2 separate regions of the Mus musculus genome follow, and region 2 is linked to region 1. The links are chromatin contacts, called in public HiChIP or PLAC-seq maps. All regions are on one chromosome and are shown on one strand. Each heading gives the region's core, a stretch centred on a gene start, on an enhancer-like site or on the middle of the called end of the contact. The rest is flanking DNA. Distances are from core to core; before and after follow the strand shown.

The links. HiChIP or PLAC-seq counts read pairs in DNA pulled down with a chosen protein or histone mark.
Region 2: an H3K4me3 HiChIP or PLAC-seq map of bone marrow-derived macrophages shows a contact between it and region 1, with 6 times the contacts expected there. The contact joins the promoter of Fancg here to the promoter of Tmem8b in region 1. A contact is called at or near these places in 1 of 39 promoter capture datasets (embryonic stem cells), 1 of 115 datasets of contacts at active chromatin or transcription factors (bone marrow-derived macrophages) and 3 of 9 other capture datasets (adipose tissue, liver and macrophages).

What each region holds. Positions count from the first base shown.
Region 1 is chr4:43,667,381-43,671,120 of GRCm38.p6, reverse strand. Tmem8b (transmembrane protein 8B) reads right to left here and starts at 1,814. Exons shown (of 13, transcript NM_001368840.1): 1 at 1,087-1,814. The coding sequence starts at 1,615. It overlaps Fam221b (family with sequence similarity 221, member B), which reads left to right and starts at 2,262. Exons shown (of 7, transcript NM_175517.3): 1 at 2,262-2,527.
Region 2 is chr4:43,008,125-43,011,864 of GRCm38.p6, reverse strand. It overlaps Fancg (Fanconi anemia, complementation group G), which reads left to right and starts at 1,564. Exons shown (of 14, transcript NM_053081.2): 1 at 1,564-1,863; 2 at 2,065-2,158; 3 at 2,586-2,717; 4 at 2,952-3,154. The coding sequence starts at 1,768.

The DNA of each region.
Region 1 (3,740 bases), core at 565-3,064:
ACCCTCAGATGGCACTGATCTCAGGCTGTACACTGAGCAGACCCACTGAGATCATTGAAAACCCCTGCCACCCACAGCTGCAGCTAGCTGTTATTGCCAAAGACAGTTGGGACAATCTCTCGATACAGAGCCACTCAGCAAAGGTGGCTTGGGGCTAAGACCTTGAACACTAGCCATTTCCTGATGGGACCACCTCTGCCCCTTAAGCTAGGCCCCTCTCTGCTTCTCTCATTCTGACCATTAAGAGGCTGGGCGGCTCTACTAACCAGCCAAGGGGCTTCCTGAACTAGATACAAGTGAGAAACAGTTTATGAAAGAGATTATGCCTTGGGTCAATGGAGGAATACTTCAATCGGGTATTGTAGTCAGAGGAAGAGGGGAGGGAGACAACCACTATGTCACGGGAATTAGGAAACCTTTTTTTCTAGCTCCACTATTGCCATCTATGTAGAACACAACTTTGAACTGCTCCCTGCCTGAGCCTCAGTTTCCTCATCTGCAGAATTGTGCTGAGGTTCAGTCATGCTTTAAACGTATCAAAAACTATCCTTAGCCCAGCTATGATTGCTTAGGGAAAGACCCAGCACAAGAAGAAAGAGTAAATAACCCATGTCCATCTATATAATGCAACATATTGTCTTCAAAACTGCTTTTCAGCCCTTTTTTCTTTTAATGCGTGTTTGTTATCTCAAAGTTTTAGGCTACAGTGTCTCCATATCTCAGGTTACAATAAAAGCTTTTACTATGTCCTCTCCATAAAACTTTGGAAACAAAAGGAGCAAAGTCCCCAAGACTTCCCAGGGTAAGCCAGACTCAAGGAGTCAGGATGGACACCGGGAAAGGAGATCTCCATCTCTTGAGGACTATTAGCAACCTGCTGAACTACCTGAGAGTCCCTGCCTCACCACTCTTAAAGGCTGCAAATCCATCTCTTGTGTAAGCCCCCTTCTTGCTCTTCCCCTCCAACACACACACATTTCTTCCCCCAGTGACCGAGCTCACCAAGTCCCACCTCTCCCGACTCTTTCCAAGCTATCCCTCCCTGGAACCCCATCCGGTCTCAATCCTTTCCGCTTCTCCACTCACCAGCCCCTGGACCAAGGACAGAAAACAGCAACAGCAGCAATAGGGCTGGTGGCAGCTGGAGCCCAGACCTGAGTCGAGGCTGGGAGAGGGGTAGAGTATGAGAGAGGCGGGGACCCAGTGGAAGAGACTTGGGCAAACATAGAGATGGGGGCAAAGACTGGGCTTTTTTTGGGTGGCGCTGAACTGAGCACCGGGGCTCAAACAAGGGCAGAAGGTGTGATGGAAGGAGTGGGTGTGATGGAGATTGAAGCAAGGGCTGTGGCTGGGCCAGGGGCTTAAGCAAACGCGGGGAATGGGACAGGGTCAGATGCTGGGCTGGGAATTGTGACAAGGGGTGGAACAAGGGCCGAGGCGGAGATAGCGGCCAGGCTGGGGGCAGGGACCGGGGTTGAAGCGGGGACCTGGACCTGGACATTCGCTGGGACACCGGCCGGGGCCTGGACAGGTTTGGGAAGCGGGGCGAGGGCGTGGCCGGAGGCCAAGGCTGAAATTGGGATAGGATGAGGGGCCGGGACAAGGGCTGGGCCATGGCCCGGGGCGGGGGCGGGGCCGGCCAGGCCAGCACGGGACGCTCGTAGAGCTGACCCGCGGCTCCGCTCCCCACCCCCGGGGGGTGGCCTCTGGCGTCCTCGCGGGCTCGGGGCTGGGGCCGGGGCCGGGGCCGGGGCCGGGACCTGGGGAGGAGTTCAGGCCTGGGCGACTCCGGGCTGCGCTGAACCGGCGTTAACCAGGCCCCGCGGCGGCCGCGGCGTGACGCTCGCCTGACGCTCCGCCCCGCGCCCCATGCGATTGGCCGCTCTCAGCAAAGCCCGCCCCTACCCAATTCTATTGGCCTCTAACTGAAGCCTGCTGCGCTGCCTACCTTAGAGCCTCTGTCTCAAGCCTCACCGCCCGGCCCTGGGTCACCTCTCAGGTCCACATCTCCCAGTGAACGCGGCTCACATACTGTACAGAAACCTTCCAGAAATTCACAAAACCAGGCTCCTCTCGGGCCGTGTTCCTCCCATTCCTAGGTCTGCACAGCCTACAGAGAGACTCACTCAACTCTGATCCCAACTAGATCCAAAGCAGCCCTCTCAGGAAACCTCACCCACGCCCGGAGATGACGAGAAGACTTCTGTTGCCCTGGAGACTACTTGGCATTTCTGTTGCCCTGGGGATCGAAGCCTGTCCTGGGTTCTAGAGCGCATCCTTCATTGGCCCTGGACCTCTCTTCTTCCTTCCCTTTACTGCCTTTATCAACTGGGGCCAGAGTCCCTTTGCTAAGGTCTGCAGGTGCCTACGCCTTCCCAAACAAACTTAACAAGGCCTCTCAGTTAGCACCTACAGCCTGGCTCATCAACAGCAAAACCATTCCGTAGGTCAGAATCAATACTTCCCCCTCCAACCCAGGTAAAGATCCTGACCTAAGGACTTGGGATCACCAAGCCCAAGCAGAGAGGTAGGTAGTTTTTCAAACAGCCCTCCACCCCAGCCCTTTACCCTGCCACTTTTCCTAATACCATCTGTCCTTCCCCGCTCGTCCTCTACTTTTTGTCCGCGTTCTCACCCACTTTCTCGTCATCCTCCCTCTGCCCCTTTGCTAGTTTGCCCTGTAGAAAGACCCCAGGGAAAGTAATTACTTTTTTAAAAAACAAACCTTTAATTTTATTTTATGTGTATGGGTGTGTTTGCCTGCGTGTATATTTGTACACCACATGAGTACAGTGTCTGTGGAGGCTGGAAGAGAGGGTCAGAGCCCTTGGGACTAGAATTACGGGCGGTCGTGAGCAGCCATGTTGAGAATTAAACCCAGGTCTTCTGCTGAGAGATCGCTCTAATGAGCTTAAGATGCAATATCTCAAGGTAGCTAATACTGTCTCTGAGACACGGGACACACTACAGATCAGAGAAACACGTGAATCCTTAAGTAGCTCTTACAAATGATGATAGACTTGTACAGATGACAGGGTCTGTGTTGGAAGCCCGAGTGGTGGCACTGGCCTGTAATTTCAGTACCTGGGAAGTAGAGGCAGGAGAATTATTGCCAGTTTAAAGCCAGCTTGGTCCAAATTCTAGGCCAGCCAGGCCTATAGTGAGACCCTGTCTCAAAATACCAAGGGTTTTTGGGTGTAGCTCCATGATAGAGCACTTGCCAGCATATAAAAGCCTCCAGTTCATTCCTTAGCACCTGAAAGGGTCTGAGGTGGTGACAACAGACCTTGCCAGTCAGGGCCAAGAAACTTGGATGTCATCCATTAGGCTGGTTCAGAAGGTTGTGTGTGTTCAAAAGGTCTTGCTGGAGGAGGAAAGAGCTTCCCTCCTGGATCTTTCTAGGGTGAATCTAGCACCCTCCCTCTTCACAGCATCCTGGAGACAAGCCATCCATTCTGCTCCTGTGTGCTGCATTGCCTCTCAAGCTCATCTGGTCCCAGATGCATACATGGTGCCTGAGTAAAGTGTTAGTTTGGGATGTTTATAAAATATGTCCTAAGTGTAAGGTTGAGTGGGTGGATATGCAGAGGTGGTAGTGGAGAGCCAATGGTACTGTACCGCCAGGCAGAAGATAATGAGGACATGAACAAATTGAAGGGAGCAGTGAGAAAGAGATACAATTGGGGCGTGTTTGGAAGATTAAGAGTGGTGCTAGTTGCAGATGGCACTACAGAAGACTA
Region 2 (3,740 bases), core at 315-2,814, 660 kb after region 1:
GAAGTCCTGGGTTCAATTCCCAGCAACCACATGGTGTTCCACAACCATCTGTAATGAGATCTGGTGCCCTCTTCTGGCTTGCAAGCATACATGTAGGTAGAAGAAGAACACTGTAAATAAATGAGTCTTTAAAAAAATAAAAAATAAGAATGGTGAACGTTGCCACGTATGGTCGAGGCAGTGTACACCTTTAACTCCAGCACTTGAGAGGCAGAGACAGGCTAATCTCTGTGAGTTTGAGGCCAGCCTGGTGTACAGAGGGTGTTCCAGGGCATCAGGGCTACACAGAGAAAGCCTCTCTGGAAAAGAAAAAGAACACAACAACCACCACCACTGCACCCCCCCCCCCCCGCACCTCCACCCAAAAAAGAAACAACAACAACAACAACAACAACAACAAAACTCTCATTGCCTGCTGGATAAGATGGTGCACACCTGTAATTCTAGCACTTGAGAGGCTCAGGCAGGAGGATCACCATCAGGTGGAGGTTGCAAAGCCAGTACCAGGCCAGCCAGGATTACACAGTGAAACTCTCAAAAATATCATCGGGCTGTACAGACGGCTCGTCTTAAGAGTACTTAGTGCTCGTGCAGGCCCTCAGGCCTGTGTTCAAGGTTGGTTCCCAGTGCCCATGTCAGGTGGCTAAGGACTAAAATTCAAATCCAGGGCATTGGGCATCTCTGCCCATCAGTCCTGCATGCACTCACATGTACCTACCCATAAACAGACGCATAAACGTAATTTTAAAAAACACAAAATAAAAACAAGCCTTCAAAAATGATAACAACAAGGCAAAAGCAAATCTTGTTAAACCTGTGAAAGTGATTTCTTGTTTTCTAAGCTTTTTATTTGGGGCTCTTTTTTTTTTCTTTTTCTAGACAGGGTTTCTCTGTATAGCCCTGACTGTCCAAGAACTCACTTTGTAGACCAGGCTCAGAAATCTGCCTGCCTTTGTCTCCCCAGTGCTGGGATTAAAGGCGTGTGCCACCACGCCCAGCTTTATTTGGGGCTCTTGTATGTCTTTTGTGAAGTGTTTTGAGTTGCTGCTACCATATACATAGTGTCAAGTACTTTTTTTCTCCTTCCTTTCTGCGTAGGAATGTCCGATTCTCCGCGTTTTTTGTTTTTTTGTTTTTCTCAAAGAGAAAGGATGAGATTACCAAGGGCTTCAGTCTCCTGTCCTTAGTTTTCGGGAGACATTTTCTTCCGGGGTTGGGGGGTTGGGTGGGGGTAGGGATGGGTGATGAGGAATCTTTTCTTGGGCGTTCTCCACAGTACTACAACTCCCAGCAAACACCGCGCGGTCCGTCTTCCAGCCACGGAGCGGGGAAACCTGGACTGCCGTTGGTTCTAAGGCAGAGCGCCGCCAGAGACTGGTGCCAAGACCCACTCCTCCTAAACTAGCCTCAACACTCTGACCCCCGCGGAGGCCCTGCAGACCCAGCAGTTCGTCCTTGGCATGTGGCTGGCCTCCTGTCTCCCCGCCTCCTTGTTCCGGGTTTCTTTTCAGTTTCCCGCGGAACCGTCTCTTGAAGACAACCAACCGCGGCCGAGAGTGTTGCAGCTTGGCCAACCACAGGCGCGGTGGGTGGTGGCGGGGACTGAGAGGTGGGTTTCTGGTCAGGGAGAGCAAGCCCGGCTGCGACCCGGGGGGAGTCCGGTGGGGTGCAGAAGTGGCTTCTTGCGGTTAGGGTGAAGACACCGGTGGGACCAGCCTCCACCCATGAAAAGACCCCTTCGGGTAACAGTGATCTACCTCGGCGACAATGTCCAGCCAGGTCATTCCAGCCCTCCCCAAAACATTTTCCAGTAGCCTGGACCTGTGGAGGGAAAAGAACGACCAGCTTGTTAGACAGGCTAAGGTAATGTGGTTGCTGGGACTCTCACCTTGTACCCTCAAGATGTCAGAAAGCGGCTTTGTAATGATCTCACCCTAGTCTAGGGGGAAGGAACAGAGCTTGACCTCCGTCCTTAGAAACAGAAGTGACAGGAATATGTGTCCCTCCCTGTCTCTGTTACAAGGGAGAAAGACTGATCCTTAATGCCTCCCTACATAATTTCAGCAACTCACCAGGGATTCTCGTCCCTCTCTGAGGCGACAGCAATCGGCCCAAGACACACTGGAAGGGCTTAGGGAACTCCTCCTCACTCTACAAGGTAAGAACGACCTTCCAGAAGGTTCAGTTCCCCCCTCAGACCACCCCGCAAATCACCAGCATTCAAAGATGAGCTTCTTTTACGAGGTTCTAGGATTGAGGTGATTTTCCTAGGGCTTATGGAGTCCTGCGTAAAGCCCAGAAGAGACTGGGTGGGATTGTCTTTCAGTAGCTTAATTCCTTCTTCTTTTCACACACACACACACACACACACACACACACACACACACACACACACACACACAGGAACATTTGAAGAGGTGATTTTCAGGAGATTTAGAGAACTTCCTGCTCTTTCCAAAGTTGTCTGAGCAAAAACTGAATTCCTTCTTGAAGCCTTGGTTGGAGTGGGGTTGGTCTCTGGGTTGGAAACCATTTGGGCTGTGTTTCATGGGACAGCCTGTGAGACCAGCATCCTGTCGCTCCAGGACTCCCTGCTGCTGTCCCCGCTCTCCCCTTGGAGCTGACTGTCCTCTGTAATTGTATAATCCTGAGGGCTAGCCTAGTCCAGGCTTTCACTGAAGATCTTACCCAGGATCTTCAAAGGGGCCTCGAAAGAGGTAAGGTCTCCTCTGCTCCTGGTAGTTTCAGTTTGGATTTAGGGATGAGGCTGGGGGGTGAGAGGAACATCTGTCCACGGAGACAGATGTTCTTTTCTAATCCTCTGTATGTTCCTCAGACTAGGCAGGTGTATTATTGTAGTCTTTGGGCTCTTTCAGAAAGGAAAACCCAGAGAGTATAGGGAGATGAGAGATGGGTGTGTGTGTGTATGTGTGTGTGTTTGTGCTTTACAGTGCTGGAGGCCCAGCATCACCTGGAGCCCAAGTCACAGCAGGGACTCAAGGAGCTGTGGCACTCTGTCCTCTCTGCTTCCTCCCTTCCACCGGAGCTGCTGCCTGCCTTACACTGCCTGGCCAGCCTTCAAGCTGTCTTCTGGATGAGTACCGACCACCTGGAGGACCTGACCTTGCTGTTACAAACCCTAAATGGCAGCCAGGTAACTGGGGAAATGAAGATGAATGTACCTCCCCACACCCCCAAATCTCCTAGGGCTTCAGACATGCTAAGCAAGCACTCTACCTTTTCCATCTTCCCTTCCTGCCCATCTTCCTGTTTTCTAATGTAATTTTATGTGTTTGAGTGTTTGACTTGAATATATGTATGTGTACCATGTTTGTGCCTGGTACCCATGGAAGTCAGAAGAGGGGGTTGGATCCCCTGGAACTGGAGTTAAAGAGCCACTAATTGGGAGCCATCATGTAGATGCTAGGAACTGAAGTTGGGTCCTCTGTAAGAATAAGTGCTCTTAACCACTGAACCATTTCTCTAGTCTACTTCCACTTTACAACACACACACTTTTTTTTTTTTTTGGAGACAAGGTCTTACTATGTAGCCTTAGACCAGGAGGGCTTCAAAGACCCACATACCTCCGTCTCCTAAGTGCTGGGATTAGAGGTGTGCACCACCATGCCAGGCTGCCCACTTTGTTTTGGGGACAGGCTCTAACTGTGTACCCCGGCTGCAAACTTACTGCATTCCTTCTAGCGCAGCCACAGCCTCCAGTGCTGAGATTTATAGGTGT